Linked DNA regions of Zea mays: regions 2, 3 and 4 are each linked to region 1. Evidence: chromatin contacts called from public Hi-C data. All regions are on one chromosome and are shown on one strand. The core of a region is the stretch at or near the end of the contact, and the rest is flanking DNA. Distances in the headings are between cores, read along the strand shown.

The links. A called contact is a pair of places that touch in the nucleus more often than the background predicts.
Region 2: a contact with region 1 is called in a Hi-C map of ear, with 5 times the contacts expected there. The contact joins the promoter of LOC100384312 here to the promoter of LOC100192984 in region 1. A contact is called at or near these places in 12 of 25 Hi-C or Micro-C datasets (bundle sheath, ear, endosperm and 5 more) and 2 of 3 datasets of contacts at active chromatin or transcription factors (leaf and seedling).
Region 3: a contact with region 1 is called in a Hi-C map of leaf, with 1.8 times the contacts expected there. The contact joins the promoter of LOC100193638 here to the promoter of LOC100192984 in region 1. A contact is called at or near these places in 2 of 25 Hi-C or Micro-C datasets (leaf and tassel).
Region 4: a contact with region 1 is called in a Hi-C map of ear, with 1.7 times the contacts expected there. The contact joins the enhancer-like site here to the promoter of LOC100192984 in region 1. A contact is called at or near these places in 2 of 25 Hi-C or Micro-C datasets (ear and endosperm).

The regions. Positions count from the first base shown.
Region 1 is chr1:258,320,987-258,324,747 of Zm-B73-REFERENCE-NAM-5.0, reverse strand. LOC100192984 (Speckle-type POZ protein) reads right to left here and starts at 1,912. Exons shown (of 1, transcript NM_001138156.1): 1 at 548-1,912. The coding sequence starts at 1,868. The coding sequence ends at 789.
Region 2 is chr1:258,180,462-258,184,191 of Zm-B73-REFERENCE-NAM-5.0, reverse strand. LOC100384312 reads left to right here and starts at 2,260. Exons shown (of 1, transcript NM_001176867.3): 1 at 2,260-3,730. The coding sequence starts at 2,336. The coding sequence ends at 3,667.
Region 3 is chr1:258,507,394-258,511,108 of Zm-B73-REFERENCE-NAM-5.0, reverse strand. It overlaps LOC100193638 (MYB-type transcription factor), which reads right to left and starts at 1,912. Exons shown (of 3, transcript NM_001138737.1): 1 at 1,403-1,912; 2 at 1,112-1,238; 3 at 1-579. The coding sequence starts at 1,764.
Region 4 is chr1:258,152,025-258,156,327 of Zm-B73-REFERENCE-NAM-5.0, reverse strand. LOC542545 (MSI type nucleosome/chromatin assembly factor C) reads right to left here. Exons shown (of 6, transcript NM_001112086.2): 4 at 4,123-4,247; 5 at 3,888-3,983; 6 at 2,874-3,377. The coding sequence ends at 3,146. It also overlaps the pseudogene LOC103645467. Among protein-coding and RNA genes, the nearest start is that of LOC542545, 9.9 kb to the right of the region's middle. Within about 2 kb of position 2,762, at least 7 of the 20 cell types and tissues checked have an H3K27ac peak or open chromatin away from gene starts, as enhancers often do. A contact at or near this core is called in ear, where this site is marked.

The DNA.
Region 1 (3,761 bases), core at 663-3,162:
ATGACGGCCTGTGACGACGCAATTGCTGCCCTTCGCATGAATCCGCTGGAGTTCCGTCGGTGATGTGTAGGCGACTAGCTACTGGGTTTACTTCTCTCCTCAAACCTGGGAAATTACTCAAACCTGGGAAATTAATATTACCTCCGTTTTTTTATATTTGTCGCTGTGCAGTTCAAGTTTGAACTAAACAGCGTCAAATAAAAAAAATCAGAGGGAGTAGTACAATCACAACGATCTCCAGCAAACAACGGTAACCTCGTAATTGTCGCTAAAAAAATTATTGTCTTTGGTGTGAAATAACGAGATCACTCTTAGTACTCTATCCATAGCAAAATTTCTCCAATAAAAAACTATAATGACAAGCATGACAAAAGGTCACTGTCGGAATTGAAGAAAGCAAACTCTTGCTCGCCCCCCAAAGGCCAAAACACGCACAAATTCCAGCCACCCAGATTATGCTATATGAAGCTTTAAAATATAACACACTTCGGATTAAAACCAGCTGTTTCGACTGCTGCAGCTGCAATACATAGAGACAAAACACTGTAGAAGCAATAGAAACCGTTTTAGATTAAAGTCAAGCGAACAGCATATCCATGCAATGCTGCCGGTACACATAACTAAACTCACTGTTCATAGCACCAAGACACAAGCTGCTTAGTGTAGCTTGCCGCCAAAATGATCCTACATATATAAAGGATACAATGTCTTGGGGTACCTATATATATAAGACTAAAACATAGGAGGACTTTGTCAAGATTTGCTGTTACACGCCACCTCTTTTTAGTTCAAGTCGGAACAAATTTGGAGAACAGTTCTTTCAGAAGGCTGGGACAGCTAACTGTCAGGTGGTCAAACCCATCTGTTTCCATGAATGCACCAAGAGTCGCAGCGGAGCTTAGTAACGCGAAGCACGCATCCTTAAGCCCATGGCAGTTGTGCTTTTCAGCTAAAGCCAGGATGGTCGCAGCGGAGCCCGTATCGATATACCTGCACAGCTTATCTTCACAGATCAACTTCAGCCTCTCCAGGTCATACCGGTCAGCGGCGACGAGCAGATGCTGGGCCATCGCACATCCCTCCCCATCCTTCGTCTCTGGCAGGGTGTCCGTGTAGATGAAGGTGAGCAGCGCGTCGAACACCTCCGGCTCCATGTCGTCAATGCGTATGGCGTTGGTGGTTGTGCTCTCTCTCATCGGACCAAAGAGCTCGGCTTTGAACACCGGCGACCGTGTCGAGAGAACAAGCCGATGGGCGGAGAATGTCTGCCCGCCGATTCGGAATTTGACGTCGGCGCCTTCCTTGCTCAGCAGGAGATCAGCGTAGTGCCGGTGCATGTCGGACGGCGGCACGACCACTGACGGCATTGCCACGGTTTGGATGTCGCTCATGATGGTCACATCGAACCTGACGGTGAAGGAGTCATCCCTGAGATGCTCGGATTCCTCCAGAGCTTTCCTCTCGATGAACTCTGGGTATCCCCAGCTCCCTTTCTCAGCGAAGTCCACGAATGTTGTGACTTGGGTGTACGACGGCACCGGCTCCCCGTCCTGGTCGAGTAAACTGATGGTGACCTGCGCCTTCACTGCCTTGCCGGCTACTGCACCATGCATAGTGAGAAACAACGATATGAAGTTGACGTTGTCGGCGGAGTTCCCATTGGGGTAATACTGCACGAACCAGGTGTGGCCTCCCAGGCAGAAATGGCGGGACTTGATGACCTGGCAATTGGGGACCTCCTTAGTGCGGGAATAGAACACGATCTTAAGCACGTGGGAGCCGGTCACAGCGCCGGCGACGATGGCGGAGTGGGAGCCGTTGCCGCTCCCACTATAGCCAGCGGCGGGACAGGGAGAAGATCCCGGCATGGACGGCAACAACGTAGGGCACTGGCGGCGGCGCGCCTCGATCGGTTGGGTCGGGTGGGCGGCGGCAGCGGAGGGGGGATTGGGAGGGTTTTGCCGGTTCTACTTCTACCGTTTTGCCTTTTTTATCACGGAGAAAACTGTTGGATCCTCTGGCAGTCTGGCGTGCTAGGAGATCGTACCAAGCCCACTCGTCGTGCGGCCCATGGTCGGGTCCGACGACTACCGGGCCTGTGTCAGCCCAGCCTGAGGCCCGTGTCGTGTTAAGCTGCAGGAAAGGTCTACGATGCAAGCATCAAGCACGAACTATCTCGACTATTTTAATGCAGCACTTTAATACATGCATGGATTCGTGTGTTGTACGTAGGGATGTGAATATAGGGTCAACTTTTTCGACCAGCACGAGCACGACCTGAAAACAGGAGCCTAAAGCACAGCTTAGTATAAAATAACATGGACATGACTACCACGATCTAAAGGCGGGTGGGTTTGGACCGGGCCTCAAATTCCGACCTGTCGGACCCTGACACAGCTCGCACAGATGAGTCAGGCTTGGGCCGACACGGCCTAATGAAGCCCATGTTGTTTAATTTTTTAAATTAGTAAGTTATAGACTTTATATTATTGTGATATTTAGATTTTATATGGTCAAATGATGTTTGTATTGTTTAATATCTTTAATTTATTAAGCTATTGGCTTTACATGGTTGCGATATTTTGATTTTATGTGGTCAAATATATGGGTCGGACTTGGACCGACACGATCCAATAAAGACACGACGTAATTAGGGCTAGGCCGGAGTACACTTTAGACTGACACGGCACAACCTAAAAAAATTTAGGCTTTCTTAGCCCGAACCCGTTTAGCACGAAGCACGATGAGCTCGAGCTGGCCTGGTCCGGCCCGTTCCTATTCTTAACACTAGTCGTACGTCCCTGATCCACAAGCGCGCGAGCGCGTCGCACCCTACCTCTGAGCACGATAAACACCGCAACCGCTAGTAGAAATCCAATAATACCAAAGGCCTCGCTGCACCTCAACCCTCATCCCGCCTCTCGCAATGTTTGCTATGGTCGTGTCTAGTGCTGGGAATCTGGGCCGGGCTTTTCGGGCCAGCACGAGCACGGCCCGAAAATAAGAGCCCAAAGCACGGCCCAGCACGAAATAATATGGGCCGGGCTAGCACGGCCTAAAGGCGGGCTTGGGCCGGGCCTCAAATTCCGACCCGTCGGGCCCCGGCACGGCCCGCATAGATTGGCCGGGCTTGGGCCGGCACGGCCCAAATAAGCCCAATCTATTTAATTTCTTTAATTTAGTAAGATATCGACTTTATATTGTTGTTATATTTGAAGTTTATGTGGTTAAATGATGTTATAATTGTTTAATATCTTTAATTTAGTAAGCTATGAACTTTATATGGTTATAATATTTTCATTTTATATGGTCAAATATACGGGCCGGGCTTGGGCCGGCACGGCCCAACGAAAGCACGACGTGGTTTAGGGCCGGACCACTGTTTTTACACTTCGGTCTGGCACGACACGGCCCAAAAATTGTTTGGGCTTTCCTAGCCCGAACTCGTTTGGCACGAAGCACGACGGGCTTGGGCCGGGCTGGCCCGGCCCGGCCCAATTCCCAGCACTAGTCGTGTCCCAAGCCTCGCTGCAGCCTGCATGCATGAAGGCGTGGTAGATTCCGTGAGCACGACGTAAGCGGACCGACCTGGTGGCTCCTCGTCGACTCGTCGTCTTCGCGGGGTAGAGATGGATTAGGCTAGTTCTAGCAAGTCTCTGGAGCCTCCTTTACCCTAAATATAAAGAATCAAACGGTACTCTACGCTCTACAGCAGTGTCCTATAAACTGTTCTCTAAATTTATAGAACACTGCTAGATTCT
Region 2 (3,730 bases), core at 1,011-3,510, 140 kb after region 1:
AGAAGAAGCTTGTGTCACGTGCGTCGTACATGGTTGCCTCACTGCGCGAGAAAGGGGAAATAAGAGTGTGCTGGACCTGGCTACCTCGCTGCCCGAGAAAGAGAAAAAATGAGCACACTATTGTGAAGAAATCGATGTAAATTGTGTTTAATGTGTTCCTATCCATTTGCTAAACTTGGAGAATAAATGAGGTTGATAGCAAGTAACTAAATTTAGCAAGGTTATTTAGGGAACTATTGGAGAAGCATTTTCCTGTTCACTTCTTAAATTTGTGATTTATAGAGTTGTTTAGAGAACTATTGAAGTTGCTCTCACTAGTAGAAAAGAGCTCTAAGATGGCGGCACACAGAAATTTATAGTGACGGTTTCAATAACAGCACGCCAGTGAAAATAAATAGATGGGCCCGCCTTAATGAACCGCCAGTGTAAATAAATTTAGCACTAGCGGGTTGGTTAAGAAAACCGTCGGTGAAAACATGATTTTCACTAGCGGTTTTCTTTAGCAGCCTGCCAGTGCTAATGTTATTTCCACTGGCGGGCTGCTAAAGAAATCCACCAGTGAAAATCATGTTTCCACATGTGGTTTTCTTAAGCAGTCCGCCAGTGCTAATGTTATTTCCACTGGTGGTTGCAAAACAACCGCCAGTGAAAAACGTCGATTTCTATTGGCCTCTATCACTGGCGGCCCTGAAAAACGCCAGTACAAATAGCTCTAGAACCGTTACTATAAAGCTTCTGTGTACTAGTGTCTAGTCCTCTTAATTGATAGCTATTTTTTTGGCACCGTTTAGTACGGCTTCTGCAGGAGCCACACCCGTTTCAGAGCACTCCCAAACAAGCTTTTAGCCTAGCTTAACAGTTAACACACATGGGTCAAAGCCTCATGCGTGCTGGCAATATAAGGGCATGACCTGCAGGTTCACTTTGCAACTATGCGACACAGACAAAATAGAAGTGGTAATCCTTGATGCTTCTCTATATATCTACCCCGGCCCGCTGCCCTTTGTCGTGTTCCTCTCCAATCCCCCTACCCCTTATGCGCTCTTTCCACGGGCTTTCCTGCGCACACGTGCATGCAACGATCGAACATGTTAGCTTCATCTGCTTCCCAGTTGTGTTTGTGTCTCAGCATCCCTACAGTCCTATACTCCTATGCTAGTGTGATTCATACATCCTCTGCATAGCATAGAACGTGCTACTATCTCTGCTGCTAAGTTTTTTTATATACTGTAGTATATCTGAGCCACTTGTCTTGTACTGTCCTATTTCGGTGCATACACCTGATTGGTTACCCGCACCATTCTATCTTGAATCATCGTGTGCGTTGACTTTGGCTGAGCGTCTGTTTGGTTGGCTGTACGCAAGGAATGTTGGTTGCATGAGTGGATGCAAAATAAGTCATTATAGGTCATTTAACTGCATCTGCACATTATGAGAGACCGGTATGCACGCCCTGGGTTAGTACCACCTCACCTAGTCAAGGGGGTCGTGGTGGCCTTATAAGGGCGGGCCTCTCTTCTCTCTCAGCCTAGGTTTTGAGAGTAAGGTGCTCGTCTGAATAGGTCGTCGCGAGCGCATGAACGTCCGACTGTGCCTCTTAGAGGGGTGGGATGTGCCTTTTAGAGCCATCCGTAGGGATGGCAATTTGACCCGTGGATTTGGATATCCGTCGGATATCCGACCCGACGGATCCAGATATGGATACGTGTATTTTTGGCCTAGCCCATATTACATAGCAAGGCTCGCATGCTTATAATAATTCTTTTATTAAGTTTTAATTGTGTATGATGGTGAATTAGGAAGAAATTTGACTAATTATGTTATTGAATTATTGAATAAATGATTGTGTCTGTCATATCCGACGAATATCCGAAACCCGTCCGAAATCCGATGGGCACGGACATAGATATAAATTTGTACCCACGGGTACGGTTACGGACGAATATTGGTAGCAACCGTGGATATGGTTGCAGGCGGATATTTGCAATATCCGATATGAATCCATTGCCATCCCTACAACGCCGAGGTACTTGACCGGGGACTCCGCAAGTGCCAGCGCACGCGATCGCCGCAGGTCCGCCGTTGTCTGGCCATCCCGGGACACCACCAGACACCACCCCGAATCCCGCCGCGTCGGCGTCGGTGACCCTGCCCCACCGCGCGGTGACGAGGTGGTCCCGCGGCCACGTTTGCGCCCGGTGGCGGTGCTAGCCTGTGGCAGCAGCCTCTATAAAAGACTAGTGCAGCAGACTGGGACGCATCGGCATTCACGACTCACGAGCTCCAATCAGTTATCAGTCTCTAGCTATCCTGTCTGCTTGCTTCTGGACCATCGATGGAGGCCTACGCGGCAACGGCGTCGCCACCCACGACGACAGCCATGTGTGTGGACAAGCTCAGCCACCAGCTCTTCTCCCTGCTCGAGACCAGACTCCTGGGCGGGTGGTGCCCGTCCGTCCCCGGGACGCCGGCGCGGGCGCTCCTCGACGGCGGCCGCGTGCGGGTGCTCGCCATCGACGGCTGCGGCGCGGGCGCAGAGGACGCGCTCCTGGCCGCCGCGGCGCTTGCGAGGCTCGAGGCCAGGCTGCGCGACCGCACGGGGGACCCCGACGCGCGCGTCGCGGACTTCTTCGACGTGGCCGCGGGCGCCGGCGCGGGAGGCGTCCTCGCCGCGATGCTGCTCCTGAGGGGCGCCGACGGCCGGCCGCGGTACTCGGCGCAGGAGGCTCTGGCGTTCGTCGCCGGGAGCGTCGGGACCAAAGGCTGGTGCGGCCGGCGCGGGCGGTGGGCGAAGCTCTTCCGCCGCGGTTCCCGAGGCGGCGACCGCACGCTCCGCCGCGTGTTCGGGGACGCCACGCTGAGGGACACCGTCGCGCCGCTGCTCGTGCCGTGCTACGACCTCGCCACGGCCGCGCCCTTCGTGTTCTCGCGCGCCGACGCCGTCGAGAGCGACACCTTCGACTTCCGCCTGCGCGACGTCTGCGCCGCCGCCTGCGCCGCGGGCGGCGCGGTCGCGCCAGTCAGGTCGGTGGACGGCCTCACGGCCGTCGCCGCGGCGTCCGGGGGCGTGGCGGCCATGTGCAACCCGGCCGGGACCGCCATCACGCACGCGCTCCACAACAAGCAGGAGTTCCCCCTCGCCACCGGCGTCGACGACCTCCTCGTGCTCTCCATCGGCGCCGGCGCCTCCGCCGCCAACGGTTCGAGCACGCCGATGCCCGCACGCTCTCCGTCGCCGCGGGAGCTGGCGCGCGTAACCGCCGAGGGCGTCGCGGACATGGTGGACGAATCATTGGGCATGGCGTTCGGGCGCGCGCGCGGAAGCAACTACGTGCGCATCCAGGCCGGTAAGGCGCTGGTCCCGATCCGCACCGACGAAGCGTCCGTGGCCGCCGAAGCGATGCTAGCGCAGCGGAACGTGGAGTCGGTGCTGTTCCGCGAGCGGAGGCTGTCGGAGCGGACGAACGCCGAGAAGGTGGACGCGCTGGCCGCGGAGCTGGTCAAGGAGCAGGAGCGGCGGAGGCGCAGCCCGCTTCCGAACGTGGCTATCAAACAGGTCGGCACACCGGCGCGGCTGTCGTCCGCGACCACTGCTTCGTCGGGCACTGGGACGGCCAGGACGGCGTCGACGATGCCGTCGCCGGCGTCATGGGAGTCACGCAGGTAGTAGTTGGGTTGATTTTAGGCCGTAATTGACGTGTGTACATGCATATATGGAATGCAAAGCTAG
Region 3 (3,715 bases), core at 663-3,162, 190 kb before region 1:
CGGCACAGGCGCCGCCATTCCCCCCATCGGAGCCATAAGCCGCATCGTCGCCGCCGGCGCGCCGCCGTAGTAGGCGTTGAGGTCCAGGTGCAGGAACGGCGCCACGATGTCGGAGCTCATGCCCCCCTGCAGCTCGGCCGGCGCGGGCGACGACGACGACGCGCCCAGGTACAGCCCCATGGCGGTCATCTGGTCAAAGCTGCCGGGCGGCGCGGCGGCGGACGCTGGGCTGCTGATCACCTCGCCGTACGAGTACGACCCGAGGTTGTAGGACGACGGGGGGGAGTCCTCGGCCGCCGGCGGGGTCTGGTCGGCGCCGGCGCCGTCGGCGAGGTCAGGGTACAGGCTGCGGATGTACTCCTCCAGGACGGACCACTGCCCGGCCGGCACCTGCTGCGCGTTGCTCTTCTTCTTCAGCCGGCGCTTGGCCTTGAGGCTCCGCTTGGTGGCGTTCCAGTGGTTCTTCACGGCGTTCTCGGAACGCCCGGGCAGGAACGTGGCGATGGTCGACCAGTGGTTGCCGCACCGCTTGTGCGCCTTGATCAGCGCCATGTCGTCTTCTTCAGTCCACACGCTCTTCTGTTAATTATTTTTGTTGCATTGCATGTCAGAGAAGAAAAGCAAGCAAACGGTGCGCAGCAGCAGCTCAAAAGATCCAAATAAAGCACACTAGGTTGGTTAATCGACGATCAGAATGCCCCATCGGTGGTCACAAACTTGGCATGTATATGCGCATACATATATAACCACAGATAAGCTAGAAAAAATGAATAATATTCTCCACGGCAATCAATCCGGCCGTGGCTAATTATATTGCCACAGTTAGTGGGCAGAGTAAAAACACATGCAACTCCCACTAATTCTTACCGAGTTAATGCCCCCACTTTCGAATCTAGACCAAAATTTAGCAGGATTTGTTTACGTAGGAATTAAAGGCAAAGAAAAATCCCCCCCCTCGCGAATCATGTGTGGGGAGAGCGAGGGGATATCGCTCCCCCAAGCCACAGCTACACTACACTGCACACAGATCGAATTCAAAGCTTCCATCCACGCATCAAGATCTGAGAGATCGAATGAGAAGATGGATCGATCGAAAAAAGAGAATACGCACCTTGAGGTCGGGGCGCAGGTGGTTGGTCCATCTCTCGCGGCACTGCTTGCCCACCCTGCCGGGGAGCGACTGCGCTATCACCGCCCACTTCCGGTCGCCGTGCTTCATCACCATCTCCCTGAGGACTCTGCAAAGCGAGCAACCACGGATCGAGCAAGCGCGCGGCCGGCCGCCGGCACACGTTCAGCAGCCACGACCAAACACTCTCCTTACTTGCACCGAATCGAAACAAAAGGGAACGAGAAAAAAAAAGGAGCAGAAGAATGAGAACTCAGGGGAGCAAGTACTCACACGTCCTCCGCCTCGGTCCAGGGGCCCTTGTGGTGCTGCGCCCTATGCCCGCCGATGCCACCGCCCGCGTGGGGCGGCAGCTGCTGCTGAGCCCCGCTCCAGGCGGCGCGCAGGGCGCTGGACATGATGCCGCCGTACCCGGCGGACGCCGCCGCCAGGGCTCCTCCGGGCAGCACCATGCCAGGCGGCGCCTGCATCCCGAGGCGGCCGACCAGGAGGGAGGCCATGCCGGCGGGCATCGTCATGCCCGTGCCCGGGATCACCTGCTGATGAGAAGAAGCAGCGCCGGCGTTACCTGCGTGCACGCCGCCAGCAGCCGTCACGTCCTGGTGGCCGAAACGCACCGAGCTCCCGGACTCCATTCCCGGCTCGCGTCTTGGTCGAGGTTACGGACAATGGCGAGCGAGGGGGAATTGCAGAGAGGCCCCCCAGCTAGAATTTCTCTGCTGGGGAGAGAAGAATGTGGACAGGAGGAAGAAGCAGCGGGGAAGGGAGAAGAAAGGGCCACTGGGCACCGGGCTTGCAAGTTAGGAGTGTGGGCCGATCCGGGGAGGAAGTTATATAGCGGGCCCGCGCGGCCACTGCCGTCCATCCTCGCCGCATCCAACGGTCAGCGTCCAGGGCTCTGGGTGACCTTCCAACTCTCCATCAATATTCGTGCGGTAGAGGACAAGGGGAGTTGAGGTGGCTCCTTGTCACCACTCCACATCACTGCGCCTACCATACGAGTGCAGCGTGGTAAGCGCAGGAGCGGGATGGGCCCCACTTGTCAGCACTGCTACAGATGTCTTGGACCGGCTGGTTTTTATTACTGTGGATGGATATATAGATGCAATATGGATATACTGTCGATCCAATAGCGCGTGGGAGCAGAAGCAGATTTTGTGCATCCTGTTCTTGGACACACAGTTTGCACCCCCAGAGTGAGGTACCAATACTACCATTGCAAGGGTTGTTGATCCAATGGCTTGGGGAGAAAAAAAACACTGCATGTGAAATGTAATCTTGATGCATTTGAGTCGTGTAAACAATCTCTTGCAAATGCAGGGAAAAGCTACATACCAAAGACCCAAATGGTTCCGACTCTTCCCCGGATCCCGCGCAAGTGGGAGCACATGCAACGGGCTCTATTTGGCGCGAAATTCAGTTTTTTCATGTCACGACAACACGTAGATTCGGCGAATTTAAAGGAAAAAGCGACCGTTAAGCCTACATATGGGGAAACGTCATCCATCGGTACGGATGAGAGGCGTGGAACGACAATTGATTTGCGGTTACTTGATAAAACCGCAACGTATTTGTAAAATATTCGTGCCCGCCTTATGTATAACACTATTATATAAGATAGAGCGGCTAGTCGCTCCTATTTATTTTAGCAAAAGTTGTATTTTGTCGGTTTGGCCCTAACGATTGCCATGTGGCCATATGTGGATGAAGAAAGGTATATATGGGAGCTATAGCTCATTAATGATATATCTATGGGGTAATATAAATGTGGATATTGTTTGCAAAATTTTGAATTACATGTCATAAAGTTCTGAATTAAGACTTAACCAGACTTATAGGGTATGGTGGTGCAAAGCAAAATATTGATATAATATAGTAAGTAAAGCCAAGGATTTTCTCTCTCAAAACTCATCATCTTTTCATCCATTAAAACTGTAGAAGTTCTCTTGTCGTTTTTAAATGGGAAAGGGCCACCTAGATATTACTCAAATGTTTCCTTTTGATGTTGTCATCATGGAATTTTAGATCAAGAGTTGGGGAACAACTAATTAATCAAATGCGTTTTTATGCAAACACCGTCGAGATTGACTTTATTCTTTTTCTGGACCACAATCTAAGTTTTTCCTTTGTTTTCAGTGACAATAACACTCATTGACATTTTGTTGCATTACAACCATTTCTTCTTTAGCAGTATCAAAGAAAGACATCAAAAGGATTGATTGGATAGCTAGAGGTGTGAATAGCCTTTTAAAAATTCTACAAGCCACAACACTAATAAACTTGTTAGACATAAAGATGGCCTAAGTAAACAATACTCAATTCTGATCTATCAAGAACACCCTACTCAAAAGCAAAACTAAGCAACTACAAAGCCAAACAAGTAAGATCCTGCACAACTCTAGTGACCGCAAATAACAAGCTAAGTCCTAGAGCACTAAAACTAGTTGAAAATAGCTACTACTCAACTAGTCGACCTACATAAGGCAAGCAACACTACTATAGGAAGTTTTATTCTAGTTAGACTTTCATCATTAGTTATGTCACAACCGGTAGTGATACGCATCACCCGCAGTTCATAGTTTGTGG
Region 4 (4,303 bases), core at 1,513-4,012, 170 kb after region 1:
ATTGATCAGGTCGCTTAGAAATGTTTGCTTTACAGTCTAGGAGCATGTCTTTCATCACCCAGCTCTAAATTTTGTTGATCACTTGTTTACCGCAATCAGCTAATCAAGTACACAGATTTCATTTTGTTTCGTTGTAATTTCTGTAAGGACGCCCACATCAAACACTTAACTGAATATTCAGAAAATTTGTTTCTGCAAAGAGTGAATCTCTAATTCTCTATTAGAGAATTGTATTCTTTGTAGTTAGTACTTACACAAGAATACCATGTAGTAGATCTCGTCTTAAATTATTCCATGCTTTCTTTGTAGGCACAATACGAACTGCAGTTTCCAATACTCATAGAGTTACTGAAAGCAGTGGAGCGAGGGGAAGCAATGTATCATATGTGAAACTGTCAACTTGGAGTTCAAAGAAATTGTTTCTATGTACGGTGGGCCTGAGGAGAACACCAGAGTAAGACATTTGTTGAAACAACTTACATAACTTATGTTACATAGCTAATTTGATTTCTCAAGGCCCGTGAGTTGGTGTATTTATAATAATATTATATATTTATATCGTTAATATAATATTAGTGGTACAATAATATTTTATCACACTGTTTTTTTATATCATAGTGATGTTTGTCGTTCCGTATTTATGTTTTATACTAACTTTTAGCTCTTGTGACAACGCACGGGCACATACCTAGTTATGATCAGAATTTGGGTAAACGTCATAAAATTTAATACGCTTCGGACGTCTCCAGAGTCATAAGGACCTTAGACATTTCAAGAACCATGAGCGTCCTCAGACATTTTTAATATATGTCTAACATTATAATAAAATAAAATAATGTATGAGGTCATATGTCTATTAAATCTAACAACCACTATATTAAGTCTCTTATTAATTACTCGTGTTGCATGTGTAGATTCGTTTTTTTGTGACATGGATTTGTATGTTTTGGAATTCTCGACATAAGAAACCAATAAATTAGTCCCATATCTTGCCTTCGAACAAACTAGCTAGAGAGGGGTCGAGTCGTGGAGGGTACGTGGTCTAGAAAAGCCTTTGAGCAGCAAAAACTCCAATCGACGACGAATATCTTGTATTTCACCTTAAACTAGTTAGTTGTCCGTGCATCGCTACGGTTTCAATATATATTGTTTCTATAAATTATGGTTCAAATCCCGGGAGCTGCGAAGTGCATATGAAGCATAATCAGACACCAGCTAATGCTGAAATATAAAAGCACTACGTGTCTATGCGTGTACGCCAACGGAATACACAAACCTGAATAAGTTTTTCTACTTGTGTTTATTACTCTAGATGGCAAAAGGGCCTTTAGCCGAGTTGATTAGGAGACCTGAGTAACAATCATTAGGTCTTGAGTTCGAATTCTAGTGGGAGCGAATTTTAGGGTGAGGTTAAAAAATGTCACTCACTGGTTACTATGGTCGTGTGCAACGAGATTGGCTGACCTATAGGGCATGGATCCTCGTTAGAGATGGCAATGAGTACCCAAATATCCGACGGGTTTTACCCGATATAAAGGCGAGTATGGAGTGATTTCTGTACTCAGGGTATGTTAATGGGCAAGAACCTCTACCCGTTGGGTAGACGGGTACAGGTTGGTACTATCCATACCCGTTATCCATGGATAAAATATACCTGTCTACCTATCTTAGCTAAAATAAAACCCTTCTCTAGGTATCATTTGTCTAGCTACTAAGCTATGTAATCATATGATTTGTTATGTATGATGTTAAACTTGTTTTTGTATGTTTATTTAATATTTTAAGTGATTAGTATATTGAATTTAAGACTTTCCTAGCGGGTATGGATTACCCGACGAGCAAAATTAACTGCGCGGGTACGAGTATGGGTAAGATTTTATACCCACGAGCATATATGGGTAACTCGATTGTTAGAATTTTTATAGATACGGATATGGAATGGTACTACCCGACGGATATGTACTCGTTGCCATCCCTAATCCTCGTAGCACGGGTAAGATCTAGCCTATAAGGGACGGACCCTCAAGTTGTACGGGAAACCAGCTTTCGTGACTTTTTCCAGTCGAGACTACGTTTGAAATTCTTCTTGATATAATACCATGGGGACGTTTTTTTTCTCCACCGGCCGAATTTATGAATCTAGATGAAGTGCTCGATGTTATTCTATTTCTCTGATCCATGACTGCAAGATAAAATCACATCCGGTGGTTTCCTGCAGATAGTAATTTTGTCTCATGTAAAACAATCCTGACCTCTGATCATTTAAAAAAAAAGTGTGCATGTGCTATGTTCACTTACATTCAGAGAGAACGTCTAGCTGCTTGCAACAATGGAGCAACCGAAGTTCAGTACGTACACTTGGGCACTCACCGTGCTACGACGGATGTTGCATGTTCATACACTTGTGCTATATGGTTGCTATATGGTGCATGCGCGTGAGAATAGTCGTCGTGGTTAGGGTTGGAAGAAAAGCTCGAAGCTCACGAGACGATTCAAGCTCGGGGTGGCTCACGAGTCTCAAGTAAGCCGAGCCTCATTTTCGAGCTCGCTGATCCACCCACCGAACCAAATCAGCTCGTTCTGGCTCGCGACCTCAACTCCTTCCAGCCCTAACACAGTAACGACGAGATGGCAACTAAAACCTCCGGCTCGTTTCCAATCCTAGTCGTGGTGAGGACGAGATGGCAACTAAAACCTCTGGTTCTATACCAACGTGCATCGCCTCGCTTGCTGTCGTCAAATGCCGACGTGGCAACGCGTGCATTCTAGGACGATGGACGCACCGCCGGCCTGCGCATCCGTCGACCTGAGCTGTGACTACCGCTTGGCCTACGCTTGAGTGGATATTATTTTGTTCCCGTTACAAATCACATCACGAGCATGATCCTGCTAGATATAAAGCAATACTACAAAACACAACTGCGACGAACAGATCTAGTCAATCAGCATATGTATAATGCTAAAGGTTCGACGAATACACATACAGACGGTCGAAGAAACGACCAACCCGTCAAGCATAAAGTTACGACCACGGAAGCAACCTACAGCCAACTCTCACTCGGTTAAGATTCTCCGGCGAGCAGGGTTCCGATCTAGGAGCACCAACAGTCGATAGGAGTTAAGATTCCTTTTGTGATGTGTTGCTTCAAGAAGTTTTTGCCGGCTCATCGCTAATTGGCAGATCATCTTCGTCATGGTAGATGTTCTCAGCCATCTGCCATATCTGGAGGATGTTGTCCTCAGCGACGCTAGCAACCACCCAGTCCTCGCAGGGGTTCCAGGAGAAATCAGAGATCTTGCTGGTATGGCCTCCATGGATGAACATGAGCTCTGGAGGACCATCTTCAGCATCCTCTGGTGTTTGTTCTTGGTCGATCCTGTGATATAGCAAAGCAAATAACAAAAATCAATCCCAACCGTATCGTGTTATCTGTACTTCAGCAATAATGTAGGGAGCACGGACAGCACAGAAAAAAATCGCAAAAAACACCACTTTGGCCGTCGTACGAACTATTAACATCCAGAAGATACAGCGCACCAGTGGAAAAGAAAACTATGCTCAGTTTGTATGTCGATATTGGAGGACATGGAATTGAATTGGGTTCACTGAATTGGAGTTTAAAATTGTGCGGTCCAATTCCACACAATTTAAAGGGGAGAGCGTGCAATTCAAATGGGAGACGCTCTGTATTGAGAGAGGGAGTTTCTAGTTATAGTCCCATTCCAGGAATTTGGGTCTCTGATTCCAAATCACAATTTTATGTGCAACCAAACAACAGAATTCAGTAAAGCTGATTCCAATTCCCAATTCTATGCTCCAATATCAACATCCAAACAGGATATAAGGGTAACAAAATGAGGATATCGTGAATGTTTGTATTGCTTACCTGCTTAGATCCCAGACCATGAGCCTTCTGCCCAGACAACAGGATGCAAGTACAGTTTCATTCTTTGGACTCCATCCAACTTGAAAAACTTCCTCTCTGATTACACCAAGGTATTGAAACATTAATGTCAAACTAGAAATATAACATCCATAGAAACATTCAATACTTCAGAAAGTTCCTTAGGCAGTAAAAACAAACAGTAGCTATGAACAGAAGAAAAACAGTGGAAACATACTTGTGACAGTCAAAGGTGTGCAGAGAAGTATCAATCTTCCTAAGATCAAATAATTTGACAGTCTTGTCAGTAGAACCAGTTGCAACAACCCATTCATTGAACGGGTTAAAAGCCAGGCAGTTCACCTATAAATAAAGAAGCAAACATCAATAAACAAGATTCTTGTCATTGAACTCTCAGG